2 separate regions of the Sus scrofa genome follow, and region 1 is linked to region 2. Evidence: chromatin contacts called from public promoter capture Hi-C data. All regions are on one chromosome and are shown on one strand. The core of a region is the stretch at or near the end of the contact, and the rest is flanking DNA. Distances in the headings are between cores, read along the strand shown. Region 1 holds the start of PDSS2 (decaprenyl diphosphate synthase subunit 2). Region 2 holds the start of C1H6orf203.

Region 1 (7,189 bases), core at 4,146-6,645, 350 kb before region 2:
GGGAGATGGAGCCTGGTAGATAACTGCTCCTCTCTTTCAATAAGCTGACACTTCTGAAGAATATTCTACACAGCAACTCAAGGAGTCCTAGCAGCCTCAAGGCCAACAGTGATGACTAACTCAAGAACACCCTTGTATTGACTTTCCCTGTTTCACCCTCCTAGTCATCTATGGCTGTTTCCTGAGGTCACTGTCCAAAATAAACTACCTAAAAGTAAGCCCTTGTCTCACGTTCAGCTTTCAAGGGGGTAAGCCAGGCTAAGACACCACTATTCATAGAGGAAAGGCAGGATAAATGCTCAATTCCTTCATTATATTACAAATAAAGTATTGCCCTAGTTATGTTCAATAATGAAATCAAGGATTTATATGTCATCAACGAATTTCAATCAGTTGTAGTTGTCTCATTCTTTTCGGATGCTCAGATTGTCCCCTTTTCAGCCAGTGGAAGCTCCTTTATGCTGATCCTTTTTTCCCTTTGAACTGTCCCATTAGACTTTAGACTTTAATAGCTTCCTTGATTTCTGGCACCACAGGTTGTCCCAGGATCTTCATGCACGTTTCTAGCCCCAGGCCTGACATCTGCCATTCCTCCAAAGAACTTCTTTCCTTTTAATGGGAAATGATGTATTGAAAGTATGACATAAATGCTAATGGCACTTATTGGTACACAATCATCATTACTTCCAGGACTTTTCAAGGGGTAAAGAAATTAAATGTCACCTTCTTCTTCAATAAATGTAAAACTTTTTTTTTTTTGGTCTTTTTAGGGCTGCACCCACAGAATATGTAAGTTCCCAGGCTAGGGGTCAAATCAAAGCTGCAGCTGCCAGCCTACACCACAGCCACAGCAAAAGGTGATCCAAGCCGTGTCTGCAACCTACCCCACAGCTCACAGCAATGCCAGATGGGGCCAGAGACTGAACTGTGTCCCTGTGGATACCAGTCAGGCTTATTACTGCTGAGCCACAACAGTAACTCCAATGTAAAACTTTTCTTGTTAGGATATAAGAAACATTTTTTAAAAGGAAAGATCTTTAAGTTCATACTATTTCCAATTCAATTCAACCTTTTTTTTTTTTTTTCTCTTTTGCTGCACTAATTGCATATGGAAGTGCCCAGGCCAGGGAGTGAATCTGAGTTACAGCTGTGACCTGAGCCACAGCAGCAGTATAGCAGGATCCTTAACCCATTGCGACACAGTGGGAATTTCCTCCAATTCACTTTAATCTTACATGGATTCTACTTACTCTGAAAATCATTCCTAACAACTACTGAATGAAATTGCACAATGTGTTTCCTTGTATGGGTTCACCCCAGTTTTTTCAACTTTGTGGCCTTCTTGTGGTTCTCTGGTTTGTTTCCAATCTTTTGCAAATGATAGCAAATAATACTGCAATACATACTACTGCAATGAATAACCTTGTGCATAAGTCCTTTTGTACTTTAGGAAGGACTTCTAGAATTGGAATTCTGGGTCAAATGTATATGTAATTACTTAACAGTACATAAATGTAATGTAATTTTGCTAGGGATTATCAAATTCCCTTCCATAGGTCCTGTTTTTACACAGCAATTTATATATATATATTTTTTTTGGGGGGGGGTGTTTTTTTGTCTTTATAGGGCCACACTGAAAGAATATGGAGGTTCCCAGGCTAGGAGGCTAATTGGAGCTATAGCTACTGGCCTACGCCACAGCCACTGCAATACCAGATCCAAGCTTTGTCTGAGGCCTACACCACAGCTCACGGCAACGCCAGATCCTCAACCCACTGAGCAAGGCCAGGGATCGAGCCCACAACCTCATGGTTCCTAGTCAGATTTGTTTCCGCTGTGCCATGACGGGATCTCAACAATTGATGTTCTCATTGGCAAAATGTAGCATCCCTGTTCTCTAGCCTGCCAGCTCAGTAGGTGGTCAAACTTTTGGATTTTTGCTAATCTCATTACTTGCCTCCTTTTATTGTTCTGCCCCAAGGTATACTGCCATGCTTTCATCTACTTTTGGAAGAACTCTCTTAAAATAAACAATAGGTGATTGTGTAAAGGATCAAAGAAGGAGGGTGGCCACGGTGTCCCTATCTATTTCCACTCACCTCATCATGGAAATGCCAAAGTCCAAAGCATACACCATCCTTGTTAAGACCTTGTATTTCCAAAGACCAGTTCAGATTTCTAGCCAAAGAAAAGGACATCAAATATGACCTCACTTTTTTTTTCCCCTAAGGCCAGCAGAAGGCAGAGAAGACAGTAAATGAAGTCCAGTGGCACTTGACCGGCTTCAGGATCCTGAAAAAAGTGAAGCAGGAACTGTGACCATCTTTTGTCAGCTTGCTGACTTCAGAACAACCCCAGTCCCAGGGAGAAGGTGTCCCTGTTTGAGGCTGGAGGTTTCCACAGGTTGGAGAGTGACCACTCTAACCTTCAGGGTTGCCCACACCGAGGACCTCTTCTTTTGCTACTTTCTAGGAGTAAATGTCATGTATGGAAATTTTCTTTCAGCATCTCCCACTTTCCTATATTCTCATGGGTGATTTTGCCACCCACCCCTCATCCCTGACCCAGGGGACTTTTGACTATGTTCTTGGATAAACCTGGCCATCACACTTAGAGAGGGGTACTGCTGACATCTGGTGAGGTGAGTAGAGGCCAGGGATGCTGCAAAACATCTTACCATGCACAGGACAACCTTCACCTCCCCCCTACCTCCCATACCAAAGGGTTATCTGGTCCAAATGGCATTAATGCCAAGGTAAGGAACCCTGCTGTAGTCTTTCTTTGTGCACACATTCCCAGACATCCTCAAAATGACTCTTACCAGTGGCAGAGGAAGGGCAGAACCACAGACACTCCTTGTCTTTGTACCTTCAAAAGTCACTAGCAATTCAAAACTCTCTTTAGCCAGCCTCTAAGGAGTTATGTATTTATCTGAAAGATTAAATAATATACTATTTTAACCTTCTAAAAACCAATTATCACTAGGTATAATGCAACCTTTTAACCATAAGAATAAAGGAAAGGGTTGATTATTTAAAGTAAATGGGACCAAAAGTCCCATGAATAATCAAAAACTTGGTTAATAGAGTATGACCAGAGAATAATGCACTTGGCTTCTGTGGAGAAATTAAAGTACATGCTGTGAATTGGTATTAAGGAAATTACATGAAAAGTTAGTCTTAAAGTACCATGATTCTGAAGAAACAGCCTCAGGAGGACAATATATCACATTGTCTGTCTCCCCTCATTTTTCATGACCTTTTTCACCTTGGATAACCCAGAAGCTCAGGCCTTGGAACTTTTTGGAATTTTAAGTTATCTCACTGTCCATATTTATTTTCATTTGGAACAGACCTGAATTTTATTGCCGGGAGTGTGTTATCTCTTTCACAGGAATTGTTTTTGAACTTCGGCTTGCCTTATTTATTTAGCAGGCATAGACTGTTTAATACTTATGAGCATAATTCACTTCATCTAAAATGTAGTAATGTACCCCTGAAAGGCTATGCTTAGACAGAATTTTTGGAAATAAAATTGGATTCTTAAATCACAAGGAAATTTTTCCATTCAAAGCGAGTCTGAGGCAAAAACTTTTTAGAGAAAAAGCATCTTTTGTGCAAAATGAATACTCTTTAATTTGCCTGTTTTTTTGTTTTTGTTTTTTGTTTTACTTTTTAGCGCCATACTCGTGGCATATGGAGGTTCCCAGGCTAGGGCTCTAATTGGAGCTGTAGCCACAGGGCTATGCCAGAGCCACAGCAATGCCAGATCCAAGCTGCATCTGCAAACTACACCATAGCTTATGGCAGCGCCGGATCCTTAACCCACTGAGCGAGGCCAGGGATCGAACCTGAAAACTTGTGGTTCCTAGTTGGATTCGTTTCTGCTGAGCCATGACGGAAACTCCTAATCTGCCTGTTTTTAAGTTAACTTTTTAAAAATGTAGCCCAAGTCTAGGCCAGTATTACACAAGATGCTAATTTAAAAAAATATAAATCATGAATTTGAAAGTATTTTGGAAGTTAAGGAGGTTTACAAGCTTTGTTTTTAGTATGTAAAACTTGGTAATATACCTTTATTATCAACAAGGGTTTGTTAGCGTGTTTTGGGTGATGAGAAAAGGGGCAGGATGCTAGACATACCTGATAAAAGAATAGGTGGCATTATAGAACCACAATGACAACAATGAAAAGAATGCTCGATAACCTGTTACTTACAGACACAGTAAAGTGTCATGGATTCAGAAACCAAGTTGCCTGGGTTTATTTTCCTGCCTAGTGTGGCCCTAAGCAATTTACAGACTTGGCTGTGCCTCAGTTTCCTCATATGGAACATGGAGAATACGAATATTATTTACTTAATGAGGATTCAATGAGCTAATACATGAGCTATAAGTGGAAAGCACTTGAGTCAGTGATTTCTTGGGATCCTCGATGGGACCCTGAGTTTCCTTCTAGAAGTGCCTCTCCGCACCCCTGTGGGAGGCACCCCTGGTTGTGCCTGAGCTGTAACTCAGTGAAGAGGCCAGACCAGGAATGAGGGCAGACCCTGGGAAAAACAAGTCCAAAAAAAACACGCTTTCTGCCAGGCCACGCCACCTTTCGTAGACTGGAGCTAAGGGCACTGAGAGCTCACCCCACGGTCCCCTCCCGTGCCCTGCCAGGAGCGGTGGCCCTCAGCTCCTAAGCCTCACTGCCAAGACCTGACAGTGGACAGCAACGAGAGGTTTCCCAGAGGAGCTGTCACCTCAGCCGGAGCCCTTCCTTCTAGGGCTGGGGGGCCGCGAAAACACACTTAGTGGACACCGATCCTCGATCATGACACACACATTTACGCGTTCCCACTCTGTGCTGGCCGCTGGAAATCCTCCGAATCAGACTCGGCCCGATTCCAAGGGCTGGGACATTAATTGGCGCCCACCCCCGACAACCCTGCCACTCTCTGTCCCCACACGCCCGGACGAGAAGGTGGGAGGAGCTAAGGCTTTCACCCTACCTCGCCTTCCGGAGCTCCCTTCCAAAACCCCGCCCCTTGGGGGCGTTCGCGGCTGCGCCGTAAAGTAGGGAAAAATTCTTTGCTGCAGAACCGCTCGCCTCCGTCTTTACGGCAAGCCGCATTTCACGCGGCCAATATGGCGTTCCCCATTTAGGTAGCGTCTACCCTAGATGGCCGTGGGCAGTGCTGAGTTGGGAGTGTTTTCTCTCTCTAACCCGGGCTGCAGAAAGCTGCATTTAAAGTTCTGCACCTGGTCACTGCTTCAGAAACCCACTTTTCTCTGAGAGTCAAGAATCGCCGCTTCCTTTTAGTTCCTGCAGGTTACTCATCTGCCCCTGACTTGTTCACTGCTCCACCTCCGGACACTCTCAAGTCCCTGACACCCCCAGACTCAAAACTATGAGTCTTCGGCAGCTGCTCAAGCGATTGCCCTACTTCGGGGCCTCGGGTCCCCCGCGTCGCCCCCTCGACACCATTTCCTCGGTGGTCTCCTGGCGTGGTCAGTCCTCCAGGTCTCCAGCCCACTGGAACCAAGTGGTGTCAGAGGCTGAGAAGATCGTGGGCTATCCCACGTCCTTCATGAGCCTCCGCTGCCTGCTGAGCGACGAGCTCAGCAACATCGCTATGCAGGTGCGGAAGCTGGTGGGAACTCAGCACCCTCTGCTTACCACAGCCAGGTGAGCTACTCCCTCTCGCCCCGACACGCTTGCACCCACTCGAGTCATTTCTCCTGCGTCTCTCAGACTGGTTCCCTGCCTATCTTTTTACCCTTTCCTTTTCTTAGCGCTCCAAAAGATTCGATCTTGTGTCTTCTCTGGTCCACTCACCTTGACGTACTAATTCAAAGACCACGTGCGCTTTTCGCGTTTTTGCTTCTTATCTGTTGAAGGTGAAGATGCCCTAGTGATTTGTGGAGAAATCGAGTAGGGATGTGGGTTTGAGTAACTTCCTAGAAATGGCCTTTTAAGAGTGGGATAGATTTATTTTCGGTTACACATTATTCAAGAGGTCACTGTAGAAAGAATGGGGAGGGGGAGATAGGCCGAAGGAAGGAAGGTAACTGCAGCGTTTGTCTCAGGCGTGAATTGGGAATTTGTCCAGTAGTAGTCCTTTTCCCCTTGGGATTTGTACATTTATTCTCGACTGCTACTGTGAAACCTGCAATTAGAACTTTAAGGACCACAACTTTTGCTTCCATTAAAAAAAAACTCCTTTTTATTTATAATTTTAAACATACTGAATAGTTGCAAGAATAAAAATAGTACAGAGAACACACTTATATACCCTTTAGTCAGATTCACCTATGATGTAAGTATACTATTCTCATGTATATGTAAGCCGAATGTATGTAAATGTACACATACATACATATATTTTTCCTGAATCATTTGAAGGTACATTGGAAATATCATGGTCCTTTACCCTTAAGTACTTCATTGTGTATTTCCTGAGCAGAGATATTCTTTGCATAATTACATTACACTAATCAGCTTATTTTTTAATATTAATACAGTACCTTTATTTCATTTACTATCGGTATTCCACTTTTGTTAATTGTCCCAATAGTGTTTTTTTATAGCATTCTTTCCTCTCTAGTATAGGATACAGCCCAGGATCAGGTATTGCATTTGGTTGTCATAGCTCTTTAGTCCCCTTCAGGTGGGAACATTTCCACAGTTCTTTGCTTTTTTAACTAGAACAGTGGTTCTCAAATGGGGCAATTTTGCCCCCTAGGGAACATTTGGCAGTGTGTGGAGATGTCACAGCTGGGACATGATACTGGCATTTAGTCAGTGTTTAAACACCCTACAGTGCTCAAGACAGCTCCCTGCAACAAAGAATCATGTGCACCAGAATGTCAGTAGTACCAAGGTGGAGAAATCCTGGACAAAAATGATCTTTTTAAAATGTTTTCTTTCTTTCTTTTTAAATACACCTTTATTTTGAAATATGGAGATTCACATGCAGTTGGAAGAAATAATACAGAGAGATCCAGGGTATCTTTTACCCAGTTTCTTCCCACAAGCAGGATATTGACATTGATAAAGTCAAGATGCAGGACATTTCCATCACTGCAAAGATCTCTCATGTTGCCCTTTTAATATCCACCTTCACCTCCCTTGCCCATCCTCTTGCTTTTATTTTTTATGAGACCCCTGCCACTTTTTTGTTACTATGAAAGTTACCAAATAGC
Region 2 (7,583 bases), core at 735-3,234:
GACACTTGGAAGACTGCACCCGGTTCACTCCAGACTTTGTCCCATGCATCTTCTCCCTTACATATTGTGCTTTGCATCTTTTTGCTGTAATCAGTCATGGCCATGACCCACAGCTGAGTTCTGTTGAGTCTTCCTAGTGAAATCAATGAACCAAGGGGCAGTCTTGGAGACACGGATACAATATCCAAGTGGCTATTCAACATCTCCATCTGAGTGCATAACAGGCACCTCAAACTTAATTTGTCCAAAAACAAACTCCTGATACATCCCAACCCAAACCTGCTCTACCTGCAGCCTTCCCCATCTCAGTTAATTGTAACTCTACCTTCCTAGTTCCCGAGGGCAAAAGCTTCCGGTCACTCTTGACTCTTCTCTTTCCACCCAGATCCATTATATTAGGAAATGATGTTAGCTTATCTCCAAAACATGGCCATTATCCCATCACTTGTCACCATTTCCACTGCTACCAGATTCAGGCCCTCATCTATCACCAGCATTACTAAAAGGCCCCCTGCAGTCTATTCTCCATAGAACAGTCAAAGTGAGTCTTTTAATTTATAGTATGCCATTCCTTCCCTCAAAACCCTAAAAAAACACTTGGAAAAGCAAAATCCCTACCTTGGCCTACAGGCCCTGTGCAATCTGGCCCCTCATCACCTCCTGCCTCTCTTGCTCACACAGCTCCTTCCCAATGATCCTCAAAACAACAGGTACACTTCTGGGGATTCTTTGTTCCAACTTCGAGAGAACACTGTTAGCCCAGCTACCTGTGGATAACTCATCTTCACCTCCATAAAGTCTACTCATTCTAACTCCATTTAACAGGCATCTTGCCCTCCCAATTTCCCCTTACTCTGTTCTACTTTCTCTCACCACAGCACTTACTACCTGCTATCATATTATACACTTTATGGGAGTTTTGTTTTTTGATGTCTCTTCTACTAGAATATAACCTGTTTGCCTGTGTCAATCCCAAGTGCCCAGAACAGTGCTGGGCACGTGGTAAATGCTTCATTAAATACTGTGAAATCAAAGTACACCAGAAGAACCAGTGCACTGGGATGAAGAACAAAGATGGGCCTGGGTTGAAGGGCAAGAGGCTACATCTCCAAGGGGCTTCCAGATCAAAGTGTGGACTTGACCCAGAAAGCATGAGAGTTCTAGAAAGATTTTAAGTAGAGAAGTGATCCCATAGGAGTGCCTTTTAAAAGATTTCTTTGGTGGCAGCGTGAACCTAAAAGGGGATGGATGATCGTGGCAGGAAACCTGAACGAGGTTTCGAGATCTTCAAGACAGATATAAAATCTGTGAAATAAACGAAGGCTGTTTAAAAAAAAAAAAAAAAGTAATGAGTGGAGTGCGAAGGCAACGCTGTCCGTGACCTGCGGGACATGTGGAATCTCTCCACGTTCTTAAGCCTAACTACTCTGTGTGGCGAACCTGATCTAACTGCTTTTAGGTCAACTGCAACTAAAAATCCTGTCTTCTCCTAGAGACCTCGGAGAGTGACGAAATGCTGAGACAAGGTCGGGTTCCCCTTGCTCCCTCCCTACACCCCTCGGGCTGCGCACCTTCCCAGGTCCTCAAGGTCAAGGGAAACAGGACACCAGAGTCCTCGAGCTCACGGTCTGTGTCTGCAGCAAGCAGGTGCTGCCGGGCCCGGGGCAGATCGCCTCTGCCCACCGGGTTCCCACGGACCCTGCAGCCCCCGGAGCGGCCCGACCTGGCCAGGATAGGACGCGAGAGACTCACGCGGAGACCTGACACCGCAGGGAGAGGACAGGAGAACGCCACGCCCGTATTTGCCACGTGCGCGCGGTGAAGCAACAGAAGGGGGCGCGGGCCGGGGGCACTGCACGCCCGGCCGGGGCGCAGTTACCTGCACGTCACCGCCGCTCCTCCCACCCGGTCTCCCACCGAGGCCGAGACCGCCGGCCTCCAGGCCCCTCCCTGGCCTCGCCCCGCCCCTTCCGTCGGCGCCGGCGCAGTGAGAGCGGGCTGGGCGGGGCACTCGGGCGCGGCGTCGGCGGCGCAGCGACCTCTGCTGGAAGACGCGGCCGGGCGGACTGGGCCGGGAGGGCAGCCCCGAGGACAGACACGTCTCTGAGCCGAGCCGGAAGCCTGAGCCTGGTGGTTACACATGGTTGAAGAGAGCTTTATTTTTTTAAATTAGTTGACTTATTTTTCATTTAAGATAGTTGATGTATAACATTATATAAGTTACAGGTGTATAATATAGAGATTTGTAATTTTTAAAGGTGGTACTCCTCAGAGTTATTATAAAATATTTGCTATATTCTCCATATTGAACAATATTATCTTTGTAGCTTATTTTTTGTGCCTCTTAATCCCCTACCCTTAGAATGCCCCGCCCCTTCTCTCTCCCCAAAGGTAGCTACTAGTTTTTTGGCTATAGCTGAGCGTCTGTTTCTTTTTCGTTATATTCACTAGTTGTATTTTTTTAGATTCCACATATAAGTGATAACATCGAGTATTTGTCTTTCTCTGTCCAGCTTCCCGACCAACCCCTCCCCCGCCTCACCAACATTTTTTTGTGGTCTTTTTGCTGATAGCCCTTCTGAGAGGTCTGAGGTGATATCTCACTGTGGTTTTGATTTGCATTTCCCTGATGATTAGCGATGATGAGGATCTTTTCTTGTGCCTGTTTGTATCTTTATTTCCTCTTTTAAAAATTTCTATTCAGTTCTGTCTAATTTTTAATCTGGTTAGTGCTTGGTTTTTGTTTTCGTTTTTGTGTTGTCGAGTTTGGTGAGCTGTTTATGTCAGCTGGATATTAACCCCTTAGCAGTCATCATTTGCAATTTTTTTCTCCCATTTGGTAGGTTGTCTTTTCATTTTGTTGATGGTTTCCTTTGCTGTGAAAAAGCTTTTCAGTTTAATTGGATCCTTTTTGTTTATTTTTGCTTTTAATTTCCTTTGTTTCAGAGAAGGATCCAAAAAATTTTTGCTATGATTTATGTTGAAGAGTGTTCTGCCCATGTTTTCTTCTAGGAATTTTATGGTATCTGGTCTTACATTTAGGGCTTTAATCCATTTTGAGTGTATTTTTGTATGTGGTCTTAGAAAATGTTCTAATTTCATTATTTTACATGTAGTTGTCCAATCTTCCCAGCACCACTCAGTGAAGAGACTTTTTCTCCATTGTATATTCTTGCTTCCTTTGTCATAGATTAGTTGACCATTGGTGCATGGGTTTATTTTTGGCACAAGAGCTTATTTTAATGCTGTGGGCCTTGGATTTTTCTGTGATCACCAACCTCTGTGAACATCTTTGAGTTATAGATATTGTCTCCAGAAAAATGCACACACCCACCAGAATTTTCTGACAATAAAAGGGAAGTTCAGAACATATTTTCAAGAACTAAGAGATCACCTTACCAGTCAGTCAGTGGGTGATTAGATAACAAAACAAAACAAACAAAACCCAACTCTGAAAATACTGCCTTTTCATGGTGTGAAAAGATGAGCCAGAAATTAAAGGAAGAGCTTCCAAGGGACAGTCTGTTTCAAGAGGATTCATACATGTTCACATTATTACTTATAGGGATACATGCTCTGTTAAATTATGTGTTTCTTTTTCTTGTTTTCAGAGCATCCGCCTTCCTTTTCCTGTCCTATATACCAGGTCTGCATTGCATCTGCTTTCATTTCGCTGCTTCCCGCAGAGGCTGCTTGATTGCATTTGTGCAATAAGAAAAGGCAGTTACAAATTATATCAAGTGCTGAAGTAATAGAACTTCATGTATTATATCAATTCAGTTTATACTGTTGACATTTTCCACAGGTAATACACAGTTGCATTTAGTAGTTTAAGTTGTTTGTAAAAGACTACAACTATATCATTAAATCCACCAGTAATAGAAGTTAATCAGCATTATTATAAACAGTAAAATTTCTATATGATTACATATGATTATGGTAGGAGATAAAGGAATACAGTGCTGGAGTTCCTGTTCCCTTAGCGGGTTAAGAACCCAACTAGTGGAGTTCCCGTTGTGGCGCAGCCCAGATCTGGTGTTGCTGTGTCTCTGGCATAGGCTGGTGGCTACAGCTCCGATTTGACCCCTAGCCCGGGAACCTCCATATGCCGTGGGAGCGGCCCAAGAAATAGCAAAAAAAGACCAAAAAAAAAAAAAAAAAAGAACCCAACTAGTATCCGTGATGATTCGGGTTTGATCCCTGGCCTTGCTCAGTGGATTAAGGACCTGGCATTGTCACAAGCTGTGGCGTAAGTCACAGATGCGGCTCAGACCTGGCATTTCTGTCATAGCCCTCAGCTGCAGCTCCGATTCCACCCCTAGCCCGGGAACTTCCATATGTCACATGTGTGGCTATAAAAAGAAAAAAAAAAAAACCTACTACAGTGGTATTCAACTATGTACAATCGATTTAGTCACTGGCCTTTAAAATGATAAACATTTTGTAAAATGAATCAAGTTGATTTTTAACTCAAAGTGCTAATTAATATAAAAAATTGCCATGAGATTCAGTAGTGTGTGTATATACATATTTGCGGTTTTTAATTTTTTTCACAGGAACCCATCCCTGCTGTGGTGCCTTGTGGAGATTATAGTTCTCACTGGTTTAGACCACCTAGTATGAGGGCTCCTGACATTTTGCTGAGCATTCGGTTTTCCTGGGTCTCTTCCATGTATACATGTTAAGCTTTGAGTGTCTCCTGCTAATCTGTCTCATGTCCATTTAATTCTTAGACAAGCCAGAAGAACCCAGGGTAGAGGAAAGTTTCTTCTTCCTCAACAATATCATAATTTCTAAAAACATCCATTTCCTCCTATTTTTTTTCAATGTGGTGAAACACGTTTCTAATAAACAAACATCTCTACTTTTTCTGTAATAAGACAAAAGTCAGAGTTTCCATTGTGGTGTGGCAGAAAGGAATCTGACTAGGATTCATGTTTTGCAGGTTCGATCCCTGGCCTTGCTCAGTGGGTTAAGCCATGAGCTGTGGTGTAGGTTGCAGAGCAGTGCTATGGATGTGGTGTAGGCCAGCAGCTGTAGCTCCACTTCAGTCTCTAGCCTGGGAACCTCCATCTGCCATGGGTTCGGCCCTAAAAAAGCAAAAAAAAAAAAAAAAAAAAAAAAAAGACAAATGTTGTTAAACTTAGATTTATTTAGCAATTAATGTTTCAGTATTTTATCTTATTTGGAAATGATCTAGCTGTTCAGTGAATTCTCATCATTTAATTTAATTTAGAAAACTTAATTTAAGTTTAATTAACTCATCATTTACTTTAACTTAGGAAAGTGTCAGGTTACCAAAAAGATTTGGAGAAAGTGTTTTAAGTAGAAATACCATGAAATATGGAGTTTCCTTAGAGTGCAGCAGGTTAAGGATCCAGTGTTATCATTGCAGCAGCTTGGGTAGCTGCTGTGGTGTGGGTTAGAGCCCTGGTCTGGGAAATTTTACATGCTGTGGGTGTGGCCAATATATATATATATATATATAAAACATAGTTATTGAAACATAATTATTAAAGAGTTCACCTAAAAACTCTTGTCCTGTATACACTTATTTAACTTACTTGTTCCTAACAATTTTTACCAGCCTAATGGGTATGAAATGGTATGTCATTTTGCTTTTAATTTGTGCTTCTCTGATTAACTATGAAGTTGAGCATCTTTTTATTTGTATGTTAGCAACTTTTGTTTTCTCTACATCTGTGTTGCACATTTGAGGATCTGTTTTTTTTTGTTTTCTGTAGGGCTATGTAGTGGACTGAGTTCGGTCCTTCCAAAAGATATGCTCAAGTCCTAACCCCCAATCTCTGTGAATGGGACCTTCTTTGGAAATAAGGTCTTCACAGGTCATACTGTGTAGGGTAGATTTTGACTCTAATAATTGTTGTCTTTATAAGAAAAAAGAGAAGGAGATTTGGCTGTGGAGGCAGAGGGTCAACACAGGGAAGAAGGCCATGTGATGGTAGAAGCAGAGATTGTGTTGCCAAAACTTGGCCTCTGTCCACCAATGCCGAATAAAAACTTGGAGCCAGAGTTTTGGGTGAAGCAGAAAAAGATAGCTTTTATTGTTTTGCCAGGCAAAGGAGGCCACAGCAGACTAATGCTTTATTTTATTTTATTTTATTTTATTTTTGCCTTTTTGCCTTTTCGTGAGCCACTCCCGCGGCATATGGATGTTCCCAGGCTAGGGGTCTAATTGGAGCCGTAGCCGCCAGCCTACGCCAGAGCCACAGCAACTCAGGATCCGAGCCGTGTCTGCAATCTACACCACAGCTCACAGCAACACCGGGGATCGTTAACCCACTTAGCAAGGGCAGGGACCGAACCCACCACCTCATGGTTCCTAGTCGGGTTCGTTAACCACCGCGCCACGACGGGAACTCCAAGACTAATGCTTTAAAAAGACTGTGTCCCGCCATTGGGAAGAACTGTGGGGAGTTTTATAGTAAAAAGGAGAAAAACGCGTTTTCATATGGGAATCCGGATTGGGACAAACATGCATTCTTCTTTCTTTGGGAGAATCTTAGCCATCAAACCTGAACTCAGGAGACCTCGGCATGATCACGATGGTGGTCTTCTGGGTTAGTGCCTAGAATAACAGTATTTGTGAAAAGGGTATATTGATCAAAGATTAGAACAAACTAAGAAATTTCCTAAAAAACGTCTTGTGGTAATAATCTTTAACCCACAGGCAATTGTGCTCAGAGTGCCTAATCTTTAGCTTAAGGGTGATTTGTGTTTACCGTGCAATTAAGCCATGGAGAAGGACAAGGAAGGACTCTAAGCTGTTCCATTTTAAAGTATTTATTGCTATTGCTAAAAGAAGCATAAGGAATACAACTTTTCTCTTTGGTGTATAAAATGCCTACATCATATGTGTATGCCTTGAGAGAGAACCAAGATCCTGCCCCAAGGCTGGTTACGCTTTCTTTCTTTCTTTTTTTTTTTTTTTTGCTTTTTAGGACCGTACCTTTGGCATGTGCTATTACCCAGGCTAGGGGTTTGAATCGGAGCTGCACTGTGAGCCTACACCACAGCCACAGCAATGTGGGATCTGAGTGCCTTTGCAACCTACACCACAGCTCAAGGCAATGCTGAATCCTTAACCCACTGTGCAAGGCTAGGAATGGAACTCATATCCTTATGAGTCAGGTTCTTAACCCACTGAACCACAATGGGAACTCTAGTTTTAAATTAAATTTTTATCAGTTATTTAATTGTGTGTTATTTTCTAATTAGATGGCATAACATTTTTCATAATGTCAATGAAAAATTCATCAGTTCTAAGAAAGAACTGGAAAATTTTATTCATATTTGAGGATTATAATTGGGAAGAGCATTTCAAAAAGCTCTGAGAAGTGTTCTGCTGGTTTGAAATCAAGGCATGGTTAGGTAACTTTTTTGAGGCAGAAGGATATATATCAGAGAACGTATTATTGACAATTTATTTAATTTGGATCGGGCAACCTAGTGGGTCATGTGACCTCTTACAAGATTAAGGAGGAATGTTATCTTTTAAGGAGTTATCTTGTTGATGCTGGGAGAATGTTGCTCTTTAAGGTTGAGCAGGTATTCTTGCCCAT

The links. Promoter capture Hi-C pulls out the DNA fragments that hold promoters and counts their contacts.
Region 1: a promoter capture Hi-C map of liver shows a contact between it and region 2, with 2.3 times the contacts expected there. The contact joins the promoter of PDSS2 here to the promoter of C1H6orf203 in region 2. A contact is called at or near these places in 1 of 5 promoter capture datasets (liver) and 1 of 2 datasets of contacts at active chromatin or transcription factors (alveolar macrophages).

What each region holds. Positions count from the first base shown.
Region 1 is chr1:73,508,450-73,515,638 of Sscrofa11.1, reverse strand. It overlaps PDSS2 (decaprenyl diphosphate synthase subunit 2), which reads left to right and starts at 5,395. Exons shown (of 8, transcript NM_001167653.1): 1 at 5,395-5,672. The coding sequence starts at 5,395. LOC102159561 (a long non-coding RNA gene) reads right to left here and starts at 5,083. Exons shown (of 4, transcript XR_002343705.1): 1 at 4,996-5,083; 2 at 2,822-2,931; 3 at 2,100-2,292. It overlaps LOC110260430 (WAS/WASL-interacting protein family member 3-like), which reads left to right. Exons shown (of 3, transcript XR_002343702.1): 3 at 2,231-3,708.
Region 2 is chr1:73,156,731-73,164,313 of Sscrofa11.1, reverse strand. C1H6orf203 reads right to left here and starts at 1,984. Exons shown (of 4, transcript XM_021090591.1): 1 at 1,880-1,984.